Linked DNA regions of Mus musculus: region 2 is linked to region 1. A link is a contact called in public Hi-C data. All regions are on one chromosome and are shown on one strand. The core of a region is the stretch at or near the end of the contact, and the rest is flanking DNA. Distances in the headings are between cores, read along the strand shown. Region 1 has its middle 29 kb from the start of Zfand3. Region 2 overlaps Btbd9 (BTB (POZ) domain containing 9).

The links. Hi-C and Micro-C count contacts between places; a contact is called where the count stands out from the background.
Region 2: a contact with region 1 is called in a Hi-C map of cerebellum, with 1.8 times the contacts expected there. The contact joins two enhancer-like sites. A contact is called at or near these places in 1 of 39 promoter capture datasets (cranial neural crest), 1 of 484 Hi-C or Micro-C datasets (cerebellum), 1 of 115 datasets of contacts at active chromatin or transcription factors (embryonic stem cells) and 2 of 9 other capture datasets (embryonic tail and embryonic trunk).

Annotation. Positions count from the first base shown.
Region 1 is chr17:29,972,793-29,978,817 of GRCm38.p6, reverse strand. No RefSeq gene overlaps it. Among named protein-coding and RNA genes, the nearest start is that of Zfand3, 29 kb to the left of the region's middle. Within about 2 kb of position 2,872, at least 49 of the 459 cell types and tissues checked have an H3K27ac peak or open chromatin away from gene starts, as enhancers often do. A contact at or near this core is called in cerebellum, where this site is marked.
Region 2 is chr17:30,387,663-30,393,069 of GRCm38.p6, reverse strand. All of the region lies in intron 6 of Btbd9 (BTB (POZ) domain containing 9), which reads left to right. Among named protein-coding and RNA genes, the nearest start is that of Btbd9, 190 kb to the left of the region's middle. Within about 2 kb of position 4,004, at least 17 of the 459 cell types and tissues checked have an H3K27ac peak or open chromatin away from gene starts, as enhancers often do. A contact at or near this core is called in cerebellum, where this site is marked.

The DNA of each region.
Region 1 (6,025 bases), core at 1,623-4,122:
GCAAGCACGGAGAGCTGAGTCTGGATCCCTAGCATCCACGTAAAAGCCAGGCATGTCGACAAGCCTGTAATCCCAGGGCCAGCCACCAGCCATTCAGGCAGATCCAGTAAAAACTGTACCTTAAAACTAACAGGGGCCTGGTGAGATGGCTCAGTGGGTAAGCGCACCTGACTGCTCTTCCAAAGGTCTGGAGTTCAAATGCCAGCAACCACATGGTGGCTCACAACCATCTGTAACGAGAACTGACTCCCTCTTCTGGAGTGTCTGAAGACAGCTACAGTGTACTTACATATAATAAATAAATAAATCTTTAAAAAAAAAACTAACAGGGTGATGATGGTAATGGTGAAGAGATGGCTCAGTGATTAAGAGCACTGGCTGCTCTTCCAGAGGTCCTGAGTTGAAATTCCAGCACCCACATGGTGGCTCAAAACTATTTGGAACTCCATTTCTAGGAAGATCTGACACCCTCACACAGATACACATGTAGACAAAACACCAGTGCACGTGAAATAAAAAATAAATTAAGAAGCTAATGTGGAGCCCAAGGTGGTGACACATGCCTTTATTGCCAGCATTTGAGAAGCAAAGAAAGGCAGAGCTTTGTGAGTTCAAGGCCAACCTGGTCTACAGAGTGAGTTTCAAGGCAGCCAGAACTACACAGAGCAGCACTGTCTCAAAATAAACCAACAAGAACGTATCCCCACAAAAGGTGTGGAAACCAATAGCGATACCAGAGGTAGAGCTCTGGTCTCCAGACATGCATGTACTGGAAAACATAGGTAGACATGTACACATATGTATACAACACACACACATTCTACATGGCCATGTGCAGAGATGAGCATCAGAGAATCATAGATTCGGTTGTTGCAGAAGAGCTGCCACAGATGAGATACAGTAACCCATACTTGCAACCCAAGCCAGGATTGGAATGCTGAGTCAGGAGGATTGACACAAGTTGGAGCTCAGCCTGGGCTACATAGTCATTCTGTCTCAAAAATAAATAAAAGTAAAAAGAAGACAGGCAACAGGAGCAGCCTTCGCCATAGAGAATACCAGGGAGCCGCTTGAGGTGTCTCTGCAGAGTGGGCACCAGAGCCCAGAGCATCAGCAAAACTCCCTTCTGAGAACCCCAAATCAGAAGGACAAGGATCTATCAGGTAAGTTAGAACACCGTTGGAGCTGCAGATAAAGGGAACCCTGAGGTCAAGCGCAACACAGTCTGAGCCAGGCCCTAAGTGATGGAGACTCCTGAGAGAGTTTGAGAGGCCGTCAAATCCCAAGGTGTCAGCCGTGACATCTGGACTGGTGTTCCTTCTTTCGAGACAGTCTTTTTTTTTTTTTTTTTTTTAAATTTTGGATTTTTTTTTTTTTTTTTTTAAAGATTTATTTATTTATTATATGTAAGTACATTGTAGCTGTCTTCAGACACTCCAGAAGAGGGAGTCAGATCTCGTTACGGATGGTTGTGAGCCACCATGTGGTTGCTGGGATTTGAACTCTGGACCTTCGGAAGAGCAGTCGGGTGCTCTAACCCACTGAGCCATCTCACCAGCCCTCGAGACAGTCTTGGTGAACACATATTGCAGTCCCAGAAAGGGACTGGGCTTGGGGGTGGGAGTGCAGAGGTCAAGGAGGAGAGGAGCTGGGGGTGGGGGGACGGACATGTTCACACATAGCCTTGGGTATCACTCCAGGTAGCACTCTCTAGGCCAGGCAGAGGGATTAACAGATACTCAGAGTAAATCGTGCTGGACTTGGTTCCTGGAGTTAAGCCTCAATCACTTTCAAGCAAAGGCTTGTACGCTTAAGCCTTTGCAATTAGGCAAGACTCTGTTCTCCCTGGGAAGTCCCCCAGTCTGAAGGAGGGGTGGGGGACAGAGGTCAAGTTGCTTGCTGCAAGCAGATGGCTGTGATGGGAGGTGGGAGCGGGGGTCTTACTGGGTGTGGGAAATGGAGGGGCTATGTTCTCTGGAGCACACACCACACTCTTCTAGCTGTGTGGCTTTGGATTCTTCGATCGATATCTCTGAGGCTCAGTATCATCTACTTTGAGGTGTGATGGAGATTATTGACAAGTCAAGGCGAAGCACCAAAGGCTGTGGAGAGCCTGTGTCGACCTCTGACCTCACATGGGGACAGCTCTGATATGACCGTGGGCTATGATCCAGGTGAGGGACAGACACAAGCAAGGTTAGCAAGCCTGCCTAGCACATTTCAGCATCCCTTAAATCAGGTATGGTGGCACACACCTGTAACCCCAGCACTGAGGAAGTCAAAGTAGGAGGATGAGAAGTTCAAAGCCACCCCCAGGCACAAAGCCCATGGAGGCCAGCCTGGGCTATTTGAATCCATCTAAACAAACAAACAAACAAGAAAGCAAAACAAAGTCCGAGTAATCAAATAAATAAATAAATAAATAAAAAAGATACCCCTGCCTCAAATATATGTACATATAAAATGCAGGTTGTGAGCATATCCAAGCATGTGTACTAACCGCACCCAGCTTAGCTAGTGCTTGGGCTGGAACCCTGGGCTTCGTGCATGCTAGGCAAAGCCTTAATCACCGTAGCTACAGTCTTCAGTCCCTGACTGACCTGATGATAAGGGAAGAAGCTGACTTAAGGCTTTCAGGAGATCAATAGTAGATAGATCGAGCAAGTACGCTCCCCTGATTTAGGAATCTCTCTGTAAATGAGAGATTCTAGTCCTGATTTTAGGCAGAGTTTATTTCAGATTTAGTGGAGGCCCAGAGCTCCTGGGAGGCCCAAGAAGCATCAGCACCGCCTCCGCAGGCTTAGTCCAGGGCTCTTCCCAGCTTAGGAACATCCAGATGGCCGGGCCGCTGGGCCTGGCTCCCTCTCGCCCCCCTGTGGTCACAATTGAAACAGCCCAGAGGCCTTACTGCCAGCACTGGCTGTTCAGCAGATGGATATGCCCCGGGCGGCCCCTCTTCTCTGGAACCCTCTTCTGCTATGGAGGACACCACAACTGATGAGTCACCCCCAGACAGGAGAGAGCTGCAGAAGAAACCCCGTCTCCAGGAGGCAGGAAGAAACTCCAGACTGTTTCCTGGCCTGGTTTCAAGGCAGTCCCCACAAACTTGGGCTTTCCTGGCAACAGAGGAAGGGAGGTGGCAGGGGCCTGAGGTGTACATTCTGGCAACAGCTCCTGTCTGTTATTCCACATCCACCCCAGATCTCCTTTAGGCACAAGTCACTAGGACCAGCTTGTACTCAAGGTGGCCAGTTACCTTCTCCCTGCTCCCTGATGCCAATCTGTGACCTGTTTCATCAGATATGAGGCAGATAACACCTTTTCCATCCCAGAAAATAACACCCACTGGGGGGTTATTGGCAAGCTTCTCCATCCCAGGGAATTATACCTGGATGTCAGCCTGAAATAAGTTTGGGGTCTTGCTTGTTTGTCCAGTTGTTTTGCATTTGTGTGTGTGTGTGTGTGTGTGTGTGTATGTGTGTATGTGTGTGTAGGTTAGAGAACATATGAGAATTGGTTCTCTCCTTCCACCATGTGGACCCTGAGAATTGGTTCTCTCCTTCCACCATGTGGACCCTGAGTATTGAACTCCGGTCATGAGGGTTGGCAGCAAGCCCCTTTAACCACTAGAGTCTCTGATCCACTGAGTCTTCTGAAACAAGGTTCCTAAAGGCAGTTTTGGGTGGGAGCCCTTCTGCGTGTCTGTTCCTTCTTGTACTCACTCATTGAACACACATTGATTGTTGTCCAGCTGTATGTTAAGTACGAGGATGTGGCACGGGTATAGAGACGCAAAGTCATTGTCACAGACCCTAATCTGGCACTGAGTAATGTGGTTTGTATTTTCCCCCTGAACCCCTCCTTTCAAAAGCTGTTTCCAGAGTGTCTCTGCTTGCTAGCTGTGCGACCTTGGGCAGAAAACAAACAAGGAAAAACCAACACGGTTGCAGGTGTGGCATGCTATGCTGTGTGATTTATGTCTGTTAGGCTATTCTGACAGTGCCCCCGAGGTAAGCTGTACTCTTCCCAGATTCCGAGGTAAGGAAATGTAGCCTCAGAGAGCTTCAACTGCTGAAGCCCAAAGAACGGGCAGGCAGAGGAACCACAGTTTGGACTCAGAGCCACCAGCCTTCCCAAGGCCGAGTCTTCAATCTGCAGGATAAACGGTTTCACATCTAAAATGCCAGCTTCTTCATTTCTTCTCCTGTTCCAGTGATAGGGAGCTCACCCTTCCTGGTCACAGCCCATCATGGTGGGCAAGTCTGGACATCAAGAGCCTGAAGCATCTTGACCACAAAGCATCAGCAGCTAGAAGCAAGTGCCGGATGCATGTGTGCTCAGCTCTTCCGAATCCCTAATGTCACAGTCCAAGACTCCCTACCCAGGGAAGGGTCCCTCTCGAAATGAAGATAGCTCTTTCTATATCGATTCATAAAACCAAGATAATTCCCTACAGGTGTGCCCAGGGGCCCAACTCATAGCTGATCCCAATTCTGTCAGGATAATCAGTTCTAACCCTCGAAATAGCCTAGCAGTATTTAAAAAAAAAAAAAAAAAAAAAAGACAAAACCCAAACCTCTCTGTATCCTCTGCTGCAGCTTCCAGACAGGGACCTCAACATGGAGACGCAAGGCTGTGGTTGGGGACGCCGAGGATCAGCAGGGGGCCAGAGGCGAGGCCTGAGGCTGCTCTCTTCTCCCACAAGCTATGGAGTAATCTCAGCCCAGCATGGAGCAGTCCACAGGAAGAGGTGGAAAGTGCTCTGCTGTTGCGTTTAAAAGTCAAGTATGTGTCTGAAAATAATGTTAATGGATTCCTCAGACAACAGATACATGGGTATTTTCAGCGGCTTTGCTAATAATGGCCAACCCTGGATGTGATGCTGCAGGCCCTCAGCACTTGAGATCTGGAGGACGGATAGCCTGAGCTAAGGGAGACCCTATCCTCCAAAACAAAATGGAGGAGGGGTTTGTGGATGTAGCTCAGTGGCAGGGCCCTTAGCGCAATTCTCAACACTGAGGGAAAAAAAATAGCAACAACTCTAAGCAACACAATGTCCAATAAGACATGGAGCAATTAACTCGTGATATACACAGTCGGTTCTATTTCTTTCTTTTCTCTTTTCTTTGTTTTTGTTGTTGTTGTTGTTTGGTTTTGGTTTTGGTGAGGCTAGAGGTTGAACATGCTAAGCAAGTCATTTACTGTTCTGCTACACCCCCAACTCCCAATGCACACTTTTATTTCTACACTGAAATTCTATGCAGTAATGAAAAAGAATTGCTCTAAGTGTCTACAACAGGACGGATGCATCTCACAGGTACGAGGCTGAGTCAAGGCATCGGGCAAAAACAGAAACCACATCCTGTACAATTCCATTTACGTGAAGTTCAAGGGCAGATAATAGCACTTTGTAAGAACTACGAATCGCTGTGGCTACTTTTGACTCTGTGTGTGTGTGTGTGTGTGTCTGTGTGTGTGTGTCTGTGTGTGTCCGTGTGTGTCTGTGTGTGTCTGTGTTGGTGATGGTAGAGCTGTGGTGTGGGAGAGGACATTCCTGTTTTGAGGCACTGGGATGTGCAACTATTTTATATTCTGTTGTTGTTGTTATTTGAGACAGGTTCTCACTATGTAGTCCTCTTTCTCTGTAGACCAGGCTGGCCTCATACTCAGAGATCTGCCTGGCTCTGCCTCCCGAGTGCTGGGTTTAAAGGCACCCATCACCACACCGGGTGAATACTTTGTATTTTGATCTGGGTGGTGGCTGTGTGACTGTTCGCCATGAGAGAATTCCCTGGGCTGGACACTTGAGCTTAGGCACATTAAATCATAGATACATAGATAGATTAATACATAGGTATGTAGAGCTAATACATAGATATTGGATGTTAATAGAAGCATAATGAGAATGGACCCAGGGTGTCACAAACATTTTACCATTTCCCCAATTGTCTTAAGCATTTCCCAAGCCATGGGCTTTTCCTAAGGGAAAGCCTGGTCTACCCAGTGAGTTCCAGGCCAGCCAGAG
Region 2 (5,407 bases), core at 2,755-5,254, 410 kb before region 1:
CTACATTTTAGAAGTATCTTATCCATTAGAATTAAGAGTTTTCAAATGGGTGCTGTCTGCTACCCTGTCCTTGTGCATTATCTTCCATATCAGACCAGGTCACATTGGTTAAAGCCTTGCAGACCGTCTCGGGGATGATGGGATGATGCTGTGCTGTGCCAGATGAAGGATGATGCTAAGGAGTACAGTATCTCAGTGATGTCACCACTGAATGGTTGCTTAGTTATCAGTTTTTTCCATAGCACTGATATTTCCAGTGGGCCCGAAGCAAGGCAGCCTTGTAGAACTTCCCCCTTGGCTACTATGTAGGGTCTGCTCGTACTGAGAGCACCCTGGATAGACACCCCTTACCACTGTGTAGTCTGTGCATGCAGAGAGCACTTGGGGATGACACTGGAAACACTGCCTTCAGCCTTGCTGGTTAGAAGCCTGTTTGACTGCAAGACATAGGGAGTAATAAAAATTGTTGCCTGTTGTTAGTGGACATCTCTCTTTTTTCTGTCTAGTCCATGAAGCAACTGTTTTCTCTGGAGTATTTATAGCTTGTGTTTTGGATGTTTTTTTCAGGGATTTATTAGGCCAATATGCAAACACAATGGCCCCCACAACTGTATCTCTTGATGCAGGGCCAAGGTGTCAGTGTTTGAATTGGACATGTTGTAACCTAGGTGAGAGGAAAACGGATTCCGGTGTGTTCTTTGCCCTGCCCACACAGCAGTGCTGTGGGGAAAGGAAACAACAGAATGTAAAAATATGTTTAGAAAGGAAAATGTAGGTCAACTGCAATGCCACTCCGTGTACATCTTCCAACTCAGCACGCAGTGGCACAGGCTGCCTTGGTAGAGGAAATCCTCAAGTGGCAGTGGCAGAAGCTGCCTGCAATAAGTGTTGCCTGGGGCCACCAGATTCATCCTTAGAGGCTGTGGCTTTAAGTTACCCTTGCATACTTGTTTTTAGGTTATATACATTAGTGAGTTGTTCTTCTTTTCTTTTACTCCATCTCTGGGAGAAAAAAATAATCAGGTAATCTCCAGAGAACAAACAGGGAACAGCTTTCTTTTCTTTTGATCATACATCTGATTCTCCGTCATCTGGGCCCCTGAATTCAGAGATTCTTAAATCAGCCAGGCCAGGCAAACAAGCACCGTGCACTTTCGCTGGTCTGCTGACCGAGTCCAGTTGCATAGTTCTTTCAGGGCTTCCTATTGATTTTCGTTGTGGACGCCAGCATAGGAAAGCACTGTTAAAATGAAACACTTTTGCTTTCTTCTGAAAACAGTCACTTAACTGATTCGTCCTGTGTGTTGCTTTGCATTTAGCCTTTACTTACCCAGCCTACCTTCCATTTTTTCCTTGGTTCAAACAGAGCAAATCTAGACTGTTGGGAAAATAACTTCAGGGACATACAAGAATTTTAAACCCTAGCCGGAATCTGCAAGAGGCTGCTGCAGGTCGCACCCAGGAGGAGCTGGCTAATACACTCATCAAAACAGTAAACATACCTCAAAATCCTTGGTCTTAGATATAAAAATTCAGTGAGCCAGAATTGAAAATGAACACACAACAAAAGATCCTCTTTTGTTGTTCCAAAAATGGCCCTCTAGGCTCATTCTGAAAGCTGCCATTTGAGTTAGATTGGGAACAAATGTTGGAACTTACCCAGAATGACTCATGCTTTAATCCCTGGTAATTTCTCTTTATTATGTTATCAGCAGATGTGTTGCAAGTTGATTCAAAAGGAATATAAAAGTTGAAACAGTAAACAGTGGGGTTATCAGATAGTTTCCCAGATTTGATGAAAAATAAAATTAAAATCTTTTGTGAAATGCTCACCTGCAGAGTTCCTTACTGAAGGGAGCAAGGACATTGCCAGTGTGAATGAGGACCAGACCACAACGTGCCTCTGCAGCACACGCATGTAAAGTGTGTGTGTGTGATGTGTACACACGAGTGCCTGTGAGCACTTGTGCCACTGTGAATGCCATAAGATGATATGAAGTGCCTTCTGCTATCACTGACTGCCTTACTGTCTTGAGACAGGCTCTCTCGGTGGACTGGAACCCTGTAATTTCAGCTGAGTTGGCTGGGCAGGAATGTCCTGAGATCTGTCTCTGACTTCCCTCCCAAGGCTAGGTTTCAGGTCATCAAGCGTACACAGCAAGTGTTTTCTTACCCACTGAGGGAATCACCCCAACACTTACCTTTCGTCAGTTTTCTCCCATGTGTTTCTGTTTGTGTCCTCTGCCTCTGTGGGTGTGTTCATTAACAAAAGTGCTCAGAAGAGGGATGCGCTTTCAATGAAAACTTCCATTTTGGACCTAACTCTACCTCTTATTAATGGTGTGACTACTTTGGGGATGAGTCACTTAATGAGGTGGTACACTGTCAGTCCTATCGGATATTGATAAGGCATCAGGGCAGACACTGGCTCTGGATGCTGTAATACACATAGAACTTCCTTAGAGCACTCTCTCATTTGACATTGAGCAGTCTGTCCATTCCTAACCCTATGTGAGGGTATCAGAGTGATGGCTCAGTCCTTCGCTGCCATGAACTCTCTGTGACTGGGAGTGCCAATTCCCTATCATGGTGAAAACAAAATCCACTAGTTAATAACTCTTCCTGAGCATCAATCCTGACAGGAAACACAAGAGGATGGTACTGTGTGTTCTGTATACTGTGGTTGTGTGCCTTGCTGAAACTTTGGTGATGGTGGTACAATTCAGAGATTTTTTTTTTTTTTTAAAGCTTGGCTGCTGCTCTTCATGGTTAACTGAGAGCATGTAGTCTCGCTTTTTGAGACAAGGTGCTAGGTACCCCTCCCTCACTGGCCCTGTCCTTCACAGGCGCCTGTGGACCAGCTTGCTTGGCTGAGGTTTCAGTTTGGAGGCCCACTTGGTGTGAGCAGCTTTCTAGCACATGCCTCTTGAGATCCTCTAACAGTGGGGCAGGGGTGGTGCATGCCTGGATCCTAACACCCAGGGCAATTGAATCTACAGTGACTTCCAGGACAGTCAGGGCTACACAGAGAAACTCTGTTGCAAACAAACAAAAATGATCCTCTTACAGAGACAGTCTACAGGCTTCTGTTGATTCCCAATTCCCTCCCACCTTCATAAAGCTTACTCTCTCAAAGTGTTCAGAGTGTAATGTCTCAGCTCACTGGGCATTTGGGGAACTGTCCTAGGTGCTGAATTGAACTTTGCTTTCTTGGCCTCTGCTTTCATAGTCTTGGGGTTAGAGGTGAGTGCTACCACACCCAATTTGTTTAGTTCTTTAATGTGGAAACATATGGGGGCTATGGCTACTTTCTGCCTGTATTGGCTTGGGTTTGTTTCTTTTGCTTTTCAACATTACAGAATAAACTTGGACAGAATAACTTGAGGTCTTTGCGTTGCCCTTGAAGCACGTGTTATCTATCCATGGTCTGCACCGCAAAGGCCATATGATAATTATTCTTTGCCAGGAACTTCGCATTGGTTTGTTGGTTTGTTTGCTTGCTTATTACTCTGAGAGGTGAACTTAGGGCCTCACACACTCTAGGCAACATTCTACCATCGAGCTCTGTTCCCAGCCTGGAACTCCTTTGCAGAAGCAAAAATTAAGTTCCTGAATTTGAATCTGATTTGCAGAGCCCCAGCTCCCTACAAGTTGCTATGTGCTGATGCAGGGTTACTGGGTTTTTTTTTTTTTTTTTTTCATCAAAACTTGGCTTTTCTAGAAGCTATTCTTTTCCTAGTGACTGGCAGGAATCATTACTCTCTGTGGCAAGGAACCAAAAGTTGGCAGGAGCCTTACAATAATTGTCCAATTGGATTTATTTTTTTTAAATTCTCATGCCAATTTCCAAATTATCTTCAGTTACAGAGCTTCTGTTTTCTGTAAAAGGTTGAAAGTGAGAGAGATGCATGCAGCTTCGGTCCTGCCCAGGTTAGCTGTGGAGGCACCAGAGGTCCTTCCTCAGCACACTCTGGACAGAAGCCAGCATCACAGTATATCCTAGAACTGAGCCAGGAGCAGAAGGCAGTTTCTGTCTGGTTTGGAGATGCGTACATTGTGACTGACTCCTTCAGTGTGTGGAAGAGCCAAGGATCCCTTTGTATCCCTGGGCAGGAAGCACTGAGGGTCCAAGCAGTCGCAGCTGAGCTTCTTGCCTCATTCTTGCAGCATGAATTGACAAACACTAGAAGGTCTGACCTCTATCCGTGAAGTAATTTCTGAATATCCCTGAAATAGAGGTGTGAGCTGAACCCCATCATTTCATGCCCCCCCCCCAGTGCTCTTCCTGTGTCCCTGCCTTCCAGCCTGTGCCAATTTGATAATAACAAGCCCAGAACAAAACACATCTGTTTATTTTCTCTCATCTGCATTAACAACTAGAAATGATTTTGCTTGTTTGAGCTTCCCTCTGTCTAGATTCCTGATATTTATTTTGAATTTGCGTTTGGCAGAGTAAGATCTCAATGCATGCCAGGCTGACAGGTCTGTGTATTTGGTAGCCTGGGATGGGTTTTTCCTCACTCGCTCTGCTCTGCGGCTTTCTGTCTTTACAGTCTGACTTTTATTGTCCTGGATCAGCTGTCAGCAGTGAATGCACCTTTATTTCAGACTGAGCTGGATAAGATCACATCCATGTGTTCTGTTCCTTCACCTGCTCAGTTTACACACTTTGGTGTAACGGTGTACTAAGATATTAAAGACCCAGGATTGAGGGGGCTGGGAGAAAATGGGTCAGTAATCTAAATGAATGGCTTTATTTTGTTACTAATTTTCTAGATACACTTTTAAAAATGAGATATGCTTTACACACCAAAGGTCTTTTCTTATTTTACTTTTTGAAATGTTCTCGAGCTTTGGCTGTGCTGTGATGAGTAGCAGCACTTCCCTCTCGCCTGTGACATAACGGTGTACCGCAGGGTCAGCAGTGGTAGGAGGAGGCCTGTCAGCCGGTTAGGTGGTTCTTGGAATGGAATCTTTGAGCTTTTCTGAAATAGCTGCAGGAACCACCCATGTCCAGTGTCTGTGTAGATGCATGTGTAGAGCTTTCTAGGTTACTGTCGTGGCTGTAGCTGTAGCAGCTCAGTGCTGACCTCTCTGAGGAGCGGCTATAATGTTTTTCATGGGGAGCCTCGGAGCCGCCTGCTGTAACACACTGTCAGTGGTTGTCCTCATGCTCATGGACACTCCGTGCTCTTGATTGGCTCCTCCTGGAGAGCAGTGCTGTGTGTGGCGTACCTCTTCCTGCTGATGTTGAAAGTGTACGTCATCTCTGGGAAGATGTCTTACTCAGCTCCTTTGTTTATTTTTAAATGGAGTCATTTTTGTTTACTTGGCCAACATATGATTATGCTGTTTTGTTTTTTTTTTTATTTTAGCCATTGGGTTTTAAACCTCTATATAATATGGG